Regions from separate parts of the Mus musculus genome. Here region 1 is linked to region 2. The links are chromatin contacts, called in public ChIA-PET maps. All regions are on one chromosome and are shown on one strand. The core of a region is the stretch at or near the end of the contact, and the rest is flanking DNA. Distances in the headings are between cores, read along the strand shown. Region 1 overlaps 5430437J10Rik (RIKEN cDNA 5430437J10 gene). Region 2 holds the start of Ptger4 (prostaglandin E receptor 4 (subtype EP4)).

Region 1 (5,258 bases), core at 1,777-4,276, 310 kb before region 2:
CTACTTGGCAAAATGGACTTACTGTATTTGTGTCTAGAGTTTAGTTTGTCTTGTTTAAAATGTATGATTTTTTTTTTACGATGAAAAACTAAATACATGCTTTAGCCGAGCTTTATAGTAAATTAATAGGCAAAGTACACAGAGCGCCATAGTGTCTGGAATTAGAACATAATTTTCCTTTGCCAATCTTGAAAGAGAGGAAGTAGGTTGCTTAAAATACCAGCGCACTGAGTCCCTGGGGGTCTGGCTGAAACCTGGAAAGTCTTCTGTAAATGTCTGTATATTTTCATTTGGTGTTTTAGAGAGATTGTATTTCCTGATTTAATAATACATATGGCAGCAATGGGAGTTATTTTAACATGTTGTGAATATGAATCTAGCACATAGACCTATGGAAGGAAAGGAAGGAGGAGGGAATGAAGAAGAGAAGAAACAGAACAGAAAGCAGATTGCATCTGTCATATGTGCTGTTAACAGAAATATAAGTTCCATAAGCCATTACTCATAGTCAAACACCAGAGTTACAATAGTGTCAGGACCACTCCATTTATTTACTGACTGTGATGGACCGTATGCATCGTTACATCACCTGACCCCTCTACACTACTAGTGTGGCAAAGTGTGATTTTTATGCACACTTTGCAAAAGAAGAACTGGGTGTCTAAAGGGAGCTATGGAACCTGATGAAGACTGCAAAAGTTGAACTGAAAATCCAGTGGCCCACCCAGGTCTGATCCTACAGCTCAGTGGCTATGATACCACTAGCTTGTTGTTTTTGTGCCATTTTCCTCAGTCTTCATTTTTGTTATTTTGTTTTAGAAAGTGTGGACAGTGAAAAGCACTCTGAGGAGAAAAACAAACCCTTTGACTTAAGTTATAGCTCCAGAGGCAAAGATATGGTAGTCAGATTTCCTCAAATCTATTTAAAACATGATCACCTGCACAGACACAGAGAGAGAGAGAGAGAGAGAGAGAGAGAGAGAGAGAGAGAGAGAGAGAGAGAGCACATCTCTTCCTGCACAGCCCTACGAATCAGATCAGTCCCTGTAAAGAAGAGTCATGCCTCAATAATAAGATTCTGGGCTTCACTTATGTGCTATTTTGCTTCGCTAACTTGCCTGTGTCTGTCAGATCACTATATTTAGAAAGCATGGAATGAGGTAATAAAAGGGTATGGAATGTGGTGCCACCTAAGTTTTATTATTCTTACCCTTGAGAAATTACATGATTGCAGCAACACGGATTTGGTAAGGCATTTTAGGCTGTCTTCAGCACATTACTAATAAAATAGTCAGGAGTCTGTATTTTACAGAAAATACCTACTTGTAATTTTATAAGACATTCTACTATTTTCAAATGATTCTACAGTCAACACCCTACCTAAAGGCCAACCTAACTTCGAAATAATCTAGGTTATTTTAAAAGAATCCAAGTTGTTTCTTTTATTTGCCTATCCCATCAATTTATATTCAATGAAATGTTCTCTCTCTCTCTCTCTCTCTCTCTCTCTCTCTCTCTCTCTCTCTCTCTCTCTCTCTCTCCTCGTTAGGTTAGACATACTACATCCCATTTCATATTCTCTGGAGGAATGCACTAAAGTAGATACATTCCTGTTTCAAGCTCATAAAAAATGGGCAAGATGACATCATTTTAATTTTTACTATAAGAATAAAGGTGATGCTGAATTCCAGAGGATTTCAAACAGAGGATGTGGACACAGTGCTATTCTTTCCTCACCAGTGCAGCTACCATAAGGGGATATAAATATAAGTACACAGACTTATACTGGATTTCGCTCTAATCTTAGCCCCAGTCAGAAGACAGGCTTCAACAGGCAAGCCACGCTCTGCCCTGGTTCTTTTGCACTCTTGACAACCCCAGTGCATTATCTCTCTGTATACCTTCACTTCATCTCTTTGCCTAGAAGGTGGCTTCAAGCTATTAGTTCCTCCATTGAACAATAGTATGAAATGAACATCCTGAGAATGCCAATTAATTAATTAAGCCTTTAATTGCTCTGTAATCACTCAAATGCCCTCACAATGAGGACAAACCTAAAGAATGACCTTCAAACTTCCTTCAGACCTCAAACATTGCCAAGTGGGATTTCCCTTGGCTTTCTACCATTACTTGGCCGAAAGCCCATTCAGTCTTATTTCTCCGTGTTCTTGCTTTTCTTGGGAGACTTACTAATAATAAATCAGCTCCACATAAATGCTAACTTCAGTATCTACTTCTGAAGCCAACCTACAACGCTGAGCGCTTGCAAGGCAGAAACTGTGCTGTGTCAAATCTAACAGCCACAGAAGGTACCCAGCAGGAACCACGATGAAGCCTGCAAGGAAAAACATCTGAAACATTCCTCCATAAGAAGGTGGCACCTGTGCCTCTAAAATACAGATATATAAAGTCATAATTCGCGTTATTTAAGAGAACAGAAATTCCCAAGCTGACAAAATAATGTAAGTACTAGTTTTGAGAAGAAATACAAGCAGAAATGCAAAATTACTTTACAGCAAGTTTTTCCACAAACAGGGCAAGACAGGATGGAAAGCAGACGTGTCAGGTAAAGGGGAAACCCCACAATCTAAAAGCCTGTAAAACCTAAAAGTAACAGTTTGATCATGATGGGGTGCCCCCTCCCTGTAACTGAAATGATTATATGCCCTAAAATGAAAGAAGCAGTATGTGAACGAAGGCTTATGTTTAAAATGGTTGAAGAAAATAATGAGTGAAAATGTAACACCAAAGAAAACCCATAAAATTAGGTTTTAGGGCATTCTAAGAAGATGCCCCTTCCCTGCAGAAGAAAAAAGCTTCCAGAGAGAACTAAGTTCCATGATGTTTACATAACAGGAGAAGTCTCCAGCCACGAGCATTATTGTAGCAATTCAGAGAATAAGAAATAAAAAGTGATTCTGAACTAGCAAAATGAGTTCTTACATTCTTTACTGAAAACATGAAGAAGAGAGAGAACTTTACCACGAGCACGAAGCAGAAAGTACAAACAGGAAGTGAGGCAAACCTATCCACAGTCAAAGCCCACCTCTGGTGACGTACTTCCTCCAGCAGGACTCCATCTCCTAAACCTCCCCAACATGCCACCAATTAGTGACCAAGTGTTCAAATACCAGAGATTGTGAGGGACATGTTTCATTCAAACCACTACATGCATGAAAAGCAGTCATTGTTAAAATAAAGTTTCAAAAATAAAATACTTCCTTTAAAAACCCAACAGTTTATTTCTGTACAGAAACTTCTGAACGTAAAAATATCTAGAATAGTAGTGTTGACACAATAATTTACACTAATCATTTAGCTATTTCTGCATGTTTTAGCTATTGCTATTAATAATAAGGTGTCATACTTTATGAAGAATGTTTCCATTTACTATGTTACTATAACTCTAATTATGTTCATGAAATATTTTTCCAATATTTCACATGTTAATAAATGGGAAAAGTTTGACACTCTTGGTTGGCTTTTCCCCACAGGCATCATTTTTCACTAAAACTATTTTTTCTACCAATGCTGGTAACTTTCGATGGGCTTTAATTTTTTTCCTCATTGAGCTGAACACTCATTTCAGTTCGAATGCTTCCTCTCAGGCACCTTATTATAAGAGTTAATCCACGTGATAAAATCTATCAGCTAAGTTTTCTTTATGGTTGCTGAAATCCAAATACTAAAAATTAAAATTGTTGTATCAGATTCTGGTATAAAAGCTAATTTGTTCAATTAAAGCTAGCATCTCTATCAAAAGACTCAGGATAAACAAATCAAAACTATACAGTATAAAAATGAAATTAACATTCAGCTGTCATTAATTTTATTCATGTGCTGCATGGCTTTATGTCAACTTGACACAAGCTAGTCATTAGAGAGAAGAGAGGGAGCCTCAGTTGAAAAGAAAAATCTCTTCCTAAGATTGAGGTGTAGCCAAGCCTGTGGAACATTTTCTTAATTTGAGATTGATGGGGGAGGGCCCAGCCCATGGTAAGTGGTGCCATTCCTGGGCTGGTGGTTCAGGGTTCTATAAGAAAGCAGTCTGAGCAAGCTATCATGAGCAAGCCAGTAAGCAGCACCCTTCCATGGCCTCTGCATCAGCTCCTGCCTCTAGGTTCCTGCCCTGTTTTGAGTTTCTTAGCTGATTTACTTTGATGAGGAATAGTGACATGAAGTGTATGCTGAGCCCTTTTCCCCCCAAGTTGGTTTGGTCATGGTGTTTTATTAAGCAAGAGTAACCCTAACCAGGACAGCTAAATATTTTACCTATTGTTATGAGATAAATATGACTGTGTTCTATTTATAAACTTTGTCTTACTAATTACATAGGACTGAAATAGTTTAAAGCTAAAGTTTTACACTCATCAGCGATTTGATTTAAAAATTGGGAGACTGAAAAATGAAAGCACAAATTAAATAACGTACTTTCAAGTGAGTTCACACTAGAGATAGACATTTAAGATGATTCATAAATTGAGATTTTAAATGTCCCAAGTCTTTTAAAACATTATTTTTGAAGAATAACAAGGAAAGCTGCAAGTGCTACTGTGCTAATATCATTTTTCAACAGGATTGTTCTTCATCCTATTGTTCTATGCACAAAATCACCATCATGTATGAAGCTTTTAAAACACCGGATCTCAATTTTCTCATGTGTGTGTTGACTAAAACTATTGAAAGATGTGTTCTAATGGAAAGAGCGAGGAAAAAACGGAGAGAATATTAAGTAAGAAGCCTCGGTATACTGATATGAAAAAAGCCTTTCTTCTCAAAAATTCACCCCCTAACCTCTGGAACCTGTTAGTCTCACTTTATATGGAAAACACCGCTTTTCAACTGTGAGGAAAGATTTAAGATGCTTTATTCAACCTGCATTGAATGCAAATGTGACCACTGTAACCTTAAAAGAGAGAGGTGGGGCTTTCTTTCACACACAGAAAAGTCAGAAACCTGAAGGGTGGCCTAAGTCCAGGAGCCACCAGAAGAAACAAAAGGCAGGAAACAGATTACCACCTGCTCCTCCACAGACATGAAATAGTGAAACTATTCTAGACTCTGCCTCCAATATAAGATATACTGAACTCCAAAGGGCTGCAATGTTTTTTAATTTATAGAGATAGAAATTCATGGGCCCAGTACACATTATCATTCCTTTTTAAAATTCATTCCTTTACAATATCCTTGATCTTATCTCCTAAGCATACTTCATAAATTTTTCTCATGGACAGACTGAGAAATTTTCTTAAAAGGGA
Region 2 (5,276 bases), core at 1,880-4,379:
TTTTCCAAACCAAGGAAATAAAATGTTTCCCAAACTTTCAATGTTCCCTTCCAAGTATTAACCCTGCCTGACCCTGCTTGACTTCTTAGGCAAAGACATACTGGAGGTAGTATGACTGAAGATGCAACTTTCAACTTTTACTTCCAAAGACTCATTTTAAATTTTAAGAATGGTGAACCAGGGTAGGAGAGATGGCTCAGTGGCCAAAAGCACTTGCTGTTCTTGTAGAGGATTCGGCTTTGATTCCCAGCATCCACAGACCAGCCTTCAGCTTTCTTTCTGTGACACCAGGTCCAGGAGATCCAGTGACCTCTTCTAGTCTCTACAGGCAGCAGACACACATGTGGTGCACAGGCATCCATGCAAGCAAAAGACCCAAATGCATTGAAAATAAATAAATCTTAAGGAGAAAGAGAAGGCAACTCCTTACAGTTACAGAACATAAGAAGGAACATTGTGTTTTTTAAAAATGGTAGACCAAGCGCTAGGTGTGGTGGCACATGCCTTTAATCCCAGCACTCGGGAGGCAGAGGCAGGCGTATTTCTGAGTTCAAGGCCAGCCTGGTCTGCAAAGTGAGTTCCAGGACATCCAGGGCTATACAGAGAAACCCTGTCTCGAAAAAACAAAAACAGACAAAAAAAAGAAGATATAGATGAGCTTCACTGCATTTTGTTTCAGCTTCGTAAACTGGATTCTTATTTTCTGTTAGCTTAAAGCTATCGTGAAGAAAGTCTAAAAGATTAGCAAGCAAATGTCTCAGTCAATAACACATCCAATAATAGACACTGATTTTTCCCAATAGTATACTTTAAGATACTTAATAATCGTGCTTTTTAGGTGTGTTTTTAATAAGGTCTCATAATACAGCCCAGACTAGCCTTGAACTCAGTCTTCCTATCTCAGCCTTTCAAATGTTGTGAATACAGGTCTGTACCGCTATGCCCACCTTAATATACTCTCTGTCATGAAAAATTAATACCAACAATTTTTAATTAGAAATTTCTCTGAAATGTCATAACTGTTCACAATTCATCCTTACTCTCTTTGCAAACCCTCTCTTACCTCCAAGATCTCTGCTTGTCTCCCTCTCCCTCCTTTCTTCCGTTCCAACCAATCCCTTTCCAAATTTTGTGAGCCTGGGCTTGCTTTATATCTAGTTTATCCAAGGCCATCTGTGTGGACTGAAACTATTTCCTGTAGCCTGAACTACACCAGTATTAATTTTTTGCATTTCAGGAACTTAAAGAGGAAAGAAACTGGGAAGGAGTTTGTTAGCAGGCTATGAGGAATGTCGTCTCATGTTTTTCTGACAACCAGCTAACATGAGTACCAATCATACAGTGTGGCCGGTGAGGAATGGGGGTGCAAGGTAGTTTCCGTCCTTATTTTTCTGGTGTTGATTTGTGTTCTGTGCTGACACCATTCTAGAGATTACTCTCCAAAGGACATGCAGACACCAAAACGACATCAATGGTGACAGCAGACTCAAAAACTGAACATCACCACTGACTTTTTTTTTTATCAGCTAAGAATGCTTTCCCTTCTGATGTTCCTGATGAAAAGGCTTGCACACGAAATGTATTTTGATACCCACATGTTCCCTTATACAAGTAAACACAATTCTGAGTACTTCTCTAGGCTGAAGTTAGTTGAAATCGTAAAATCTTGGTTCTCTCACTACTCGTTTGTTTCTGAGGCTTGCTGAAGAATCATAAATTCTTGGCAGATTTAAAAAAAAAAAAGATTTATTTATGTGAGTACACTGTAGCTATCTTCAGACACACCAGAAGAGGGCATCAGATCTTATTACAGATGGTTGTGAGCCACCATGTGGTTGCTGAGAATTGAACTCAGGACCTCTGGAAGAGCAGTCAGTGCTCTTAACTGCCGAGCCATCTCTCCAGCCCCCATAAATAACAGTAGAGGCATACCTACTTGTTTCACACAAGATTCAAGCCACCTAGTTACCCGGTTAGATGCTAAGCATGGAGTGAGGTTTTTGTAAGAAGTTGAATTGTTCAGAAAACCATACTACAGTCTCATTGTGTAGTTTTTAAAGGATCTGGTGACAGGGTTTTAATTGCCCCCTGGTGTTTTCCGATCTTAAATTCTGTTTTTTAGGAGAATAGTTGATAATTAAGAAATGATTGTTCCTCATCAAAGAAGAAGCCGAACAAACTATAAACCAAAGAATAGGGAAAGGCAAATAGACCTTTTCCGAGTTAACAAAGAGGCAACGCCTGGAAATTCGTTAATTTGCTTGAATTTCAAACCCCTCTCATCCCGCAGGTGAAGATGGCTAGCAGAAACTGAACAGGAAAGCACTTGTTTCAGCCTTCCTGAGGAAGAATGCTCTCTCTCTACAGTTAAACAGTCCCCCTCAACTAAATCTCAGGTGTGCCTGTGGGCCACAGGTCTCCAAAGAAAGCCCTAAACTCTGCCATCTAAGTGAGAAGTTGCAGTTCCGTGTTGCTCGCCTTCCTCCCCGCCTCCGCTTTGGTGCCCTATTGAGCGCAGCTAGGGCACTGCCAAGTAACTCCTTTTATGGTGAGAGGATGGATTCTTAGTCGCCTCCCCGCCCAAGCCTGGTACCTACTCACCGTGCCTCTGCCAAGTCCCACCCGGAGCTCTCGGGCGTACACACCCACGGACAACCACACACCCACTTTTCCTCTCCGCTCTGTGGCTCCCGGGTAGAGCCCTAAAGCAATTGTCCCGACATCTCAAGACCCACATGTTTGATCTGTGGGTGGAAGATGCGAGAATTTAACCACTCTAACCCGCAGAGCAATGTAGACCAGACACAGGTCCCAGCATCATTCCCGCTAAATGCCCAGCTTGGGAGTGGCGAAGCTCGAGCTGGCGTTTCCTGGGGACTCGATCTGGGGGGTTTCGGTACCTTCGAGGGAGGGAAGGCACTGAAGCTGCACCCGCAGCCGGGTGGCACCCCCGCAGGTCCCTCCAGACCTCCGCAGCTCTCCGCCCCGCCCTCCATCACCGGGCTCCTAGGCGGTGCTAGAGGAGGTCTCGCCCCGCCCCCTTTCCAGATCAGCCAATGGAAGCCCGGGCCGCGCTATGACTGTCTCCGCCCCCTCCGGGGAAACTTGCGGGAGGAGAAAAGTTTGTTCAGAGGCTGGAGACGCCGAGAGCGAAGCTCGAAACCCGGCAGCGGGAGAGGAAGATGAACGGCCTCAGGTCAGAGCCCCAGGCCCAGTGGACCCCGTGCCGCCCCCAGAGCCCAAGGAGCGGCCTCAGCGGCAGCCGCCTTCTCCGGTAGCTGTCCGTTCAGCCCGCTGCTGGGGAGGAGGGAGCCCGGACCTACGCTCTGTTCCACCTGCACGCGTGGCGGCGACACACCTGGACGCTGACCTCCCGCACTAGACCTGCGCGGGCCCTGCAAAGCTGAGACTCGCCTTTGAAAGGAGGAGGCGTTAGTAAATCAAACAAGAAACCCCAGACTGGTCTTCACCGACCCATCCCGCTAGCCTCTCTGGCTTTCCAAGCTTTTTTGAAAGCAAGATACTCTGACCTCAGTTCCGGAAAGTTGGCAGCCACCGAGCCCCGGTTCCGAGACAGCAAAAGCTTGACAAGTTCCGCACTGCGTGGGAAGAGACTGATGGCTGAGGTTGGAGGTAGGTCCTGAACATCTGAGGCCTGAGCCTTGGGCACACCGGGCTCCTAACCCCACCCTACAGGTAAGTCGGGATGGAGGTCTTTGCGTGTTCAGGCGCTCTTCCGGGAAACCAAAGAACAGAATGTCCCATAGTGTCCCAAAATGTCCATAACTTCTTTCGATGAGCATTTTATCCATTCTGTGGGGAATATCACTAGGGAGTCACTTTTCCCTTGAGAAGGGTCTTGCTCATCTCGGCGAGGGAATGAGCTGATTATGGAGCGGTGGGGGTGGGGATAGGCGGGAAATAAATATATTAATGTCAGCAGAGCGGTGCTCTTGACAGAACGGATCCAGACCTTGGGAATTTAAGTAGTCACAGTTAATGAGTAGCTACCGATGAGGAAGTTGGATCTGGGTGCTCTCCTTATCTCTGCGACACAGCATTTTGGCCATGGGTCGAACACCTTGCAAGTGGTAAATGGCTCGTTTCTCTTTCTCTCTAGGTACCATTCCTAGATCGAACCGTGAGCTCCAACGCTGTGTGTTACTAACCACCACCATCATGTCCATCCCCGGAGTCAACGCGTCCTTCTCCTCCACTCCGGAGAGGCTGAACAGCCCGGTGACCATTCCCGCAGTGATGTTCATCTTCGGGGTGGTGGGCAACCTGGTGGCCATCGTAGTATTGTGCAAGTCGCGCAAGGAGCAGAAAGAGACGACCTTTTACACTCTAGTATGTGGGCTGGCTGTCACTGACCTTCTGGGCACCTTGTTGGTAAGCCCGGTGACCATCGCCACATACATGAAGGGCCAGTGGCCCGGAGACCAGGCACTGTGTGACTATAGCACCTTCATCCTACTTTTCTTCGGTCTGTCGGGTCTCAGCATCATCTGTGCCATGAGCATCGAGCGCTACCTGGCCATCAACCACGCCTACTTCTACAGCCACTACGTGGACAAGCGGCTGGCCGGCCTCACACTCTTCGCCATCTATGCATCTAACGTGCTGTTCTGCGCGCTGCCCAACATGGGCCTGGGCAGATCCGAGCGGCAGTACCCGGGCACCTGGTGCTTCATCGACTGGACCACCAACGTAACGGCCTACGCCGCCTTCTCTTACATGTACGCCGGCTTCAGCTCCTTCCTCATCCTTGCCACCGTGCTCTGCAACGTGCTGGTGTGCGGCGCGCTGCTCCGCATGCACCGCCAGTTCATGCGCCGCACCTCGTTGGGCACGGAGCAGCACCATGCGGCTGCCGCCGCCGCGGTAGCTTCGGTGGCCTGTCGGGGCCACGCTGGGGCCTCCCCAGCCCTGCAGCGCCTCAGCGACTTTCGCCGCCGCAGGAGTTTCCGGCGCATCGCGGGTGCGGAGATCCAGATGGTCATCTTACTCATCGCCACCTCTCTGGTGGTGCTCATCTGCTCCATTCCGCTCGTGGTAAGTGTTTGGGGCCTGAGACCCACTGGGCCTCTCTCCTGCATCCATCCGCCTCCACGCTCCCCTCCTTTTCCCTGATTCCTTTGGGGGGGGGGGAGGTGGGCAGAGTTTTCTCCAGTTCTGAGCTGGGACCACTTCAAGGCTTCTCTGAGCAAACCCAGGTTTTCCTTCTAAGTCCTGACCTTAAAGAGACTCAGGAGGTGATTCCCCGCCCCCAGGTC

The links. ChIA-PET counts read pairs in DNA pulled down with a chosen protein or histone mark.
Region 1: an RNA polymerase II ChIA-PET map of memory CD8 T cells shows a contact between it and region 2, with 5 times the contacts expected there. The contact joins the enhancer-like site here to the promoter of Ptger4 in region 2. A contact is called at or near these places in 15 of 39 promoter capture datasets (3T3-L1-derived adipocytes, the HPC-7 cell line, HPC-7-derived erythroid cells and 10 more), 2 of 15 datasets of contacts at CTCF or cohesin (large pre-B cells and pro-B cells), 13 of 484 Hi-C or Micro-C datasets (the C3H10T1/2 cell line, CD4 T cells, CD8 T cells and 8 more), 21 of 115 datasets of contacts at active chromatin or transcription factors (the 230-238 cell line, CD8 T cells, the NIH/3T3 cell line and 14 more) and 5 of 9 other capture datasets (adipose tissue, embryonic stem cells, liver and 2 more).

Annotation. Positions count from the first base shown.
Region 1 is chr15:5,552,464-5,557,721 of GRCm38.p6, reverse strand. The region is part of intron 2 of 5430437J10Rik (RIKEN cDNA 5430437J10 gene); the gene reads right to left. Among named protein-coding and RNA genes, the nearest start is that of 5430437J10Rik, 59 kb to the right of the region's middle. Within about 2 kb of position 3,026, at least 28 of the 459 cell types and tissues checked have an H3K27ac peak or open chromatin away from gene starts, as enhancers often do. A contact at or near this core is called in CD8 T cells, the MNK3 cell line, the SCID.adh cell line and 8 more, where this site is marked.
Region 2 is chr15:5,242,040-5,247,315 of GRCm38.p6, reverse strand. Ptger4 (prostaglandin E receptor 4 (subtype EP4)) reads left to right here and starts at 3,129. Exons shown (of 3, transcript NM_008965.2): 1 at 3,129-3,633; 2 at 4,121-5,055. The coding sequence starts at 3,618.